2 separate regions of the Mus musculus genome follow, and region 2 is linked to region 1. The links are chromatin contacts, called in public promoter capture Hi-C maps. All regions are on one chromosome and are shown on one strand. The core of a region is the stretch at or near the end of the contact, and the rest is flanking DNA. Distances in the headings are between cores, read along the strand shown. Region 1 holds the start of 1700127F24Rik (a long non-coding RNA gene). Region 2 holds the start of Pacs2 (phosphofurin acidic cluster sorting protein 2).

Region 1 (2,700 bases), core at 160-2,659:
GAGCGAACCTGAGTGACCCGCTCTGACTTCCTGAGGTTCCCGCACATGCGCGTCTGGCGGACCGCAGCCTGATGTCCAGGCAGAAATGCTAGGAGCGCACCAAGCCTTCGCCTATGTTGTATTTGCAAAATAACCGGGTGAAGTACGGATTGCTATTGTTCTCAATTTGCAGATTCAGAAATCCAGGTGTAATGCATTCTCACCCAGATGCAGCCCTCCCAACATAGAGTTTTGCACAGAAACCAGTTATTCGTGACACTGGAGACTTGATGACTTGCACAGATCTGTGACAAGGGGAGAAGAGGGCAAGACCAAGAAGAGGCGAGATTCCCGATTGATCCCCTCTCTGTCTGTCCCCTCCCTAGGAAAGATGAGCCTCATAAGCACTCAGGTGGAGTAAGACTAAATCTAACTTCTTTACCCCTAACCACTCCATAGGACCAGCCCCGACTCCCTCCCTTCTGGGAACCCAGTTCTGCCTATCAAACCACTGGACTCATAGGGACCCTCTGAGCACATTGCAGGGGAGTTTCAGGAGGCTTCGTTGTGGTCCCAACAACTTCTACCCTGGGCCTGCTGGGCTAGGGAGGGTAAGATCAGGAAGAGATGGGATTCCCCCCACCCCCACCCCAGATGCACACAAACCTCTTTCCTTCTTCTAGGCCAACCTCCTCAGAGTCCCTCACTCACTGAGTAGGGGAATCCATCTCTGCCAAAGATGCCAGGTGAGGGCTACAAAACAGCCACTAGAGAAAGCCAAGAGGGCAGTGAATTGCAGCCACTTTACCAAATGGTTTGTGCCTCTATCTACCAATCTATGCAAAAGGTTTTATTTCCATGTCACGATGGGACAATACCTGATGAATGTGTCATTGTCGCAGTTTCTGGGAGCAAACCACAGGAGCCCCTACGGAGCCACCTCTCCCGAACCTCCTCAGCAGCTGCTCAGTTGCTTTATCATGATGCTCTGGGCTCTGGGAGCAAGAGAGTGTCAGACTAAGTGTAGACAGACAGGCACAGGTGCATGCTCTTATGCATTAGTCACCAAAGCCTTACCCACGTATTCATGTCCCAAACCATATAGATGGCTATAAATGTCTAGTCCCAGAACCCCTATGCTAGGTCACTGTGGGTTTCCCAAGTTTTGTGTCATAGAAAACGGAGTCTAGGACCAAACACCTCAGCCTGACCCACACCTCCTTCAGCATGGTCACCCGAAGGTCCAAGCTGAGTACGTTCTCCCAGACGAGCAGTGATGAGACCAGCTGGCCTCCTCTGGCACGCGGACATAGGCTGGGAAAGCTAGCCTAAAACCTAAGTCAACACTGCGGCCACCAGGGGGCACCCAGCTCCACAGATAAGGTGGGAGACCATGTTCTTGGAGCCAGAGAGGGCTCCGGAGGCAGAGTGTTGGCTGGGACCTCACATCATCATGACGACTCAGGGAGGTAGTATTGTGATGCCATTCTCCCACTGAGGACACGTGCCAGAGAAAGGGACATCATTGGTCCTGACACTTAGGGCTGGAAGACTTGGGCCTCAGAATTTTCCAAGTTTACCCTGAACCAGCTTGTGTCTAGCTTGCGTCCAGCTTGCTGCATGACTCCAGGAATGTTACTTGACCTTGAGGTTGATGGTGGTGTGAGGAAGCAATAATTGGACCCTGGGACCAGGGGTCTATCCTCAGCCAGTACAGGGGCTTCAGGGCTGCTGTTTACAGGCAGGTTCCTATTACTCAGCGGGAGGAGAGTTTGCAAAACTCCATCGACTCCTATAAAGAACCCCTGCTGCCTGATGCAACTGTAGAATGCCCACCTAACAGTGCCCCCTCCCCACTGTGGCCCTACCAGCCCAGAGCCAGTACAACAGGCAGGAATTGGATTGGCAGTGTGGACCCCCTTTGACCCTCCTGCCTAATGCCATCCAGGGCAGCCAGATTGGGCAAGGCCACCGCCTGGATCTGGCAAAAGTTACCGCCTGCCTCCCAGGCAGCTGGAGCTGAGTGCTGGTAGCGCAGTCTTTCCCACGCTCCGTGATGCCAGTCTTGGCACTCCAGCTCCGCCCCACCCTTGCCTTGCTGGGCCCCGGGCACCCGGAATGTGGCTGAAGATTCTGTCCCCCTGGGCCACAGATTCCTGTCTCAGTGGGTGTGGGCGGAGGCCCGCTTTCCGCCCTTTGATCCCGGCCAACTCCAGCTAGCGGGCCACGCCCAAACCCTGCCAGCCCGGCCCAGGCGCAAGATGGAGGCGGGGCTAGTCTCGACTCCCCAGGCTCTCGAACTCTGGCTCCTAGAGTTCTGGCTCTATCTTGGAGTTCTAGCACCAGCAGTGATTGACTCCTTACTACCCAATGTGCAGCCTGATGCCGGTCAGGGCTGCAGCCAGACAAGGAAATCCGAGACTCTTCTAGTACGGTTTCTCTCGTGGTCGCTGTGAGCTGGGTGGTAGTTTGCCTATCTCCAATCTCTCTCAACAACTAATCCTGGGACATGGGATCGACTAGAGGGAAGGAGAGGCACCCTCTAAGCCCAGGAAGACAAGGGCAGCGTCTCAGAACCCAAGGGGATGGGCTAGTTCCGGAGTCCACCAGAGGTGGTCTCCAGAGGTTATGGGAGCTCCTGAGATGCGCAGCCATCTGGAGAGATCACTTGCCTCAGTTTCCCCATTTACTGGATAGAATGACAGTAATGAATATCCTGTT
Region 2 (2,700 bases), core at 7-2,506, 140 kb after region 1:
TTCAGCTGGCCACAGACTGACAGACCCTCTGGACTTTGTTTTACCACCCCAGCGAGTGAGGAACATGAGGAAAACACAGGTCCCCTTGTTCTCTTCAAAGCAGACTCTGGCTTTAAGCAGCTGCAGCTGTTTGCAGCTCCCATCCTGGAGTTACAGCAGGAGGCTGCCTCTGGCAGAGGAGCTCCAAATGTAGATGGCAAGGGGTTGGGGTGTCATAGCAGAGGAGGGACCACCCCCACAATGCCTTCCTGGGAAGAAAGGCAGAAAACAGGACTATTGGGTAAACCTGAAGGGCAAGGAGGGACAGCCAGGTCAGATTGATTTGAGTTAGAATTGTTTCAATAAGCTTACTAGAAGATAATAAGACATGGAACCTAGCGGGAGAAAGGCAATTGTGTAAAGCCGTGGATACAAAGAAACAAGACATGCCAGAAAAGCTTTTCCCTAAATTTGTTGACTTTGACCAAAGACAGCCAAAAAGAGGGGGAGGGACATCTGCCACTGAGAGCTTCTTCCTGAGGCCCAGAGCCTAGCCGGCCTTCTCCAGGCCATGCCTGGAATCCCCTGCCTACTGGGCCCTGCAGTCTGATCGGCCACCCGCCCCTCCTATTGGCCCAAGTTCACTGCGAGCAAGGGAGAATGCACCCTGTACCAAATATTTGAGATGCTCTTGAGAAAAACTTAAAAATAAATAAATAAAGCACTGCTGAATATAGGAGGAGGCTGGATGGGCGGAGGTTGCTGGATGGGGCAGCTAGGGAGGACAGATGGTGGCTGAAACTCCTCAAGGAATAAGGGTGGGTGGGGCCTACAGAGTGCGAGAGCCAGGCCTTAGGGGCCTGTGCGGGGACACGCAGGATGGCAACCGGATGAGAGTCACCGGGATACATGGTCACGTCCCTAGGCCCGCGGTCCGCCGCAGGGAGCGTGAGGGGTTCGTAGACCTGGTCACTCCCGCAGCCATCACGTCGCTCGCCTGAGTCCCTGAGAGGGGCACAGCCTGTGCGCCGCCGCGCGCGCTCGCTCCCGCGGCTGGGCGCCGGAGACGCCCTGGGGCGCGCGCCTCACTTCCGGTGGGCGGTGATTGGGTGCGCCGCGCGAGCCCTGCCCCGTCGACCAATAGGCGGCGCGGTGCGGCAGGGGGCGGGGCGCGGGCGCAGCCTGGACACCGCCCGCGGGCCTGCCGGACTCCCGCCGCCCGCCGGCGCCATGTGACCGCGCCGCCGCCCTCCGCGCGCCCGGCCCGCCCGCCCGCCGCGCTCCCGCGGCCCGGCGCAGCCCCAGGCCGCCGAGGGACGGCGGGGCCGGCGCCATGGCCGAGCGGGGCCGCCTCGGCCTGCCCGGCGCGCCCGGAGCGCTCAACACTCCGGTGCCCATGAACCTGTTTGCCACCTGGGAGGTGGACGGCTCCAGCCCCAGCTGCGTGCCCAGGTACGCCCCCGTGCTGCGCTTTGTCCGCGCGCACCTGCCTGCGGGCCGGGACCCCGCGCCCCCGAGCGCGCGCGGGTGACTGCAAGGCGAGGGCCGGGGCGGGGCAGCGGGCCTGTGGCTCGCCCGGCCGGTGCTCTGCCCGCACCTTGACACCTGCGTCCCGGGCCGGGCTGCGCAGCGGACCTCAGGCGGTGGAGCTCTCGGCTAGTGCCACAGCTCTCCTCCGGCGTGCAGCGGCACTGTCACACCCCAGAGGCCTGGGCCTGAGGCTCCCGGGACACGCCGCTGTCTCCTCTCCATCTACCCTGCGGGTGAGGTCTGCGCTCTCTTCACCTGTCGGCCTTGTGTCCGGCGTTGTGACGAGAGCTCCCGAGACCGTTGTACTCTTTGCTTGGAGCTGTTAATTTTGCCGTTGCACAAGCCTGGTCTTTCTCCCCTGGGTAGGCGACCTCCTCCTCGCCCCGTGGAAAGGGTTAGACAAAATTTACCCGCTGGGCGGACACTGTGGCCACCCATCTCTGTGTGGACTACAGCTTCCCATTCTAGTGCCCAGCTTGAAACTTTTGTGATTTCTTGACTTGGCTCCTACTCGGGAGCTTCAGCTAGTGAGAGAAAAGAGGAACTCTAGACACCAGGTTGAGGGCGCTCCAGGCTTCCCTCTGGGGAGTCAGGGAAAGTGGCCTTATCACCAAAGAGCCTTCCAGGCACAGAACTTGGACAGTGTGCCCTGGAGGGGGATCTGAGTAGAGAGATGCTAGGAAGGAGAAGGGGAACTTTCTGTGTTCTTTCAGCAGGCCTCTGAGTGTGGTGTTGGGGGTACAGAGGCCACTAGATAGTGGTTTTACCCTTCTAGAATGCACAAGGCCCTCTGGGTCTGTCTGTGGCTTTGGGAAAGGAAGGATGGATCTGAGGGGCATCTGGAGGACTGAGACCTGAGGGTCAGCTTTTGCCTCAGTGGGAGCATCTCCCAGGCCCCTAAAGCAGGGTGGGGGGAGGGAGAGATGAACTGATCTCCACACTTAATTCTGGCTCTCTACAGCATTGCCCTGAGACTTCACACTGGCCCTTGAATTCCTTTAGCAGTCTCTGAGTTCCCTTAATGAGAGCCAAGGGTCCCCATGCCCCCCACCCCATACACCAGTCAGCCTTTCTCTTTCTCCCTCCCTCTTCTGTTCCCCCTTCCTTCTTTTTCAGAAACACTGAGGCTGTTTGAACTCCTATGCTCTTGTGATCCACATCCCCAACACACACTTGAACTTCTTTTAGAGT

The links. Promoter capture Hi-C pulls out the DNA fragments that hold promoters and counts their contacts.
Region 2: a promoter capture Hi-C map of embryonic stem cells shows a contact between it and region 1. The contact joins the promoter of Pacs2 here to the promoter of 1700127F24Rik in region 1. A contact is called at or near these places in 3 of 39 promoter capture datasets (cranial neural crest, embryonic stem cells and neural stem cells), 1 of 15 datasets of contacts at CTCF or cohesin (the G1E-ER4 cell line), 28 of 484 Hi-C or Micro-C datasets (B cells, the Ba/F3 cell line, CD4 T cells and 16 more), 20 of 115 datasets of contacts at active chromatin or transcription factors (CD8 T cells, DN3 thymocytes, the HPC-7 cell line and 11 more) and 3 of 9 other capture datasets (adipose tissue, liver and pancreatic islet).

The regions. Positions count from the first base shown.
Region 1 is chr12:112,874,417-112,877,116 of GRCm38.p6, forward strand. 1700127F24Rik (a long non-coding RNA gene) reads right to left here and starts at 1,410. Exons shown (of 6, transcript XR_873068.2): 1 at 1,197-1,410; 2 at 858-974; 3 at 646-746; 4 at 1-284.
Region 2 is chr12:113,013,252-113,015,951 of GRCm38.p6, forward strand. Pacs2 (phosphofurin acidic cluster sorting protein 2) reads left to right here and starts at 1,257. Exons shown (of 24, transcript NM_001081170.1): 1 at 1,257-1,431. The coding sequence starts at 1,313.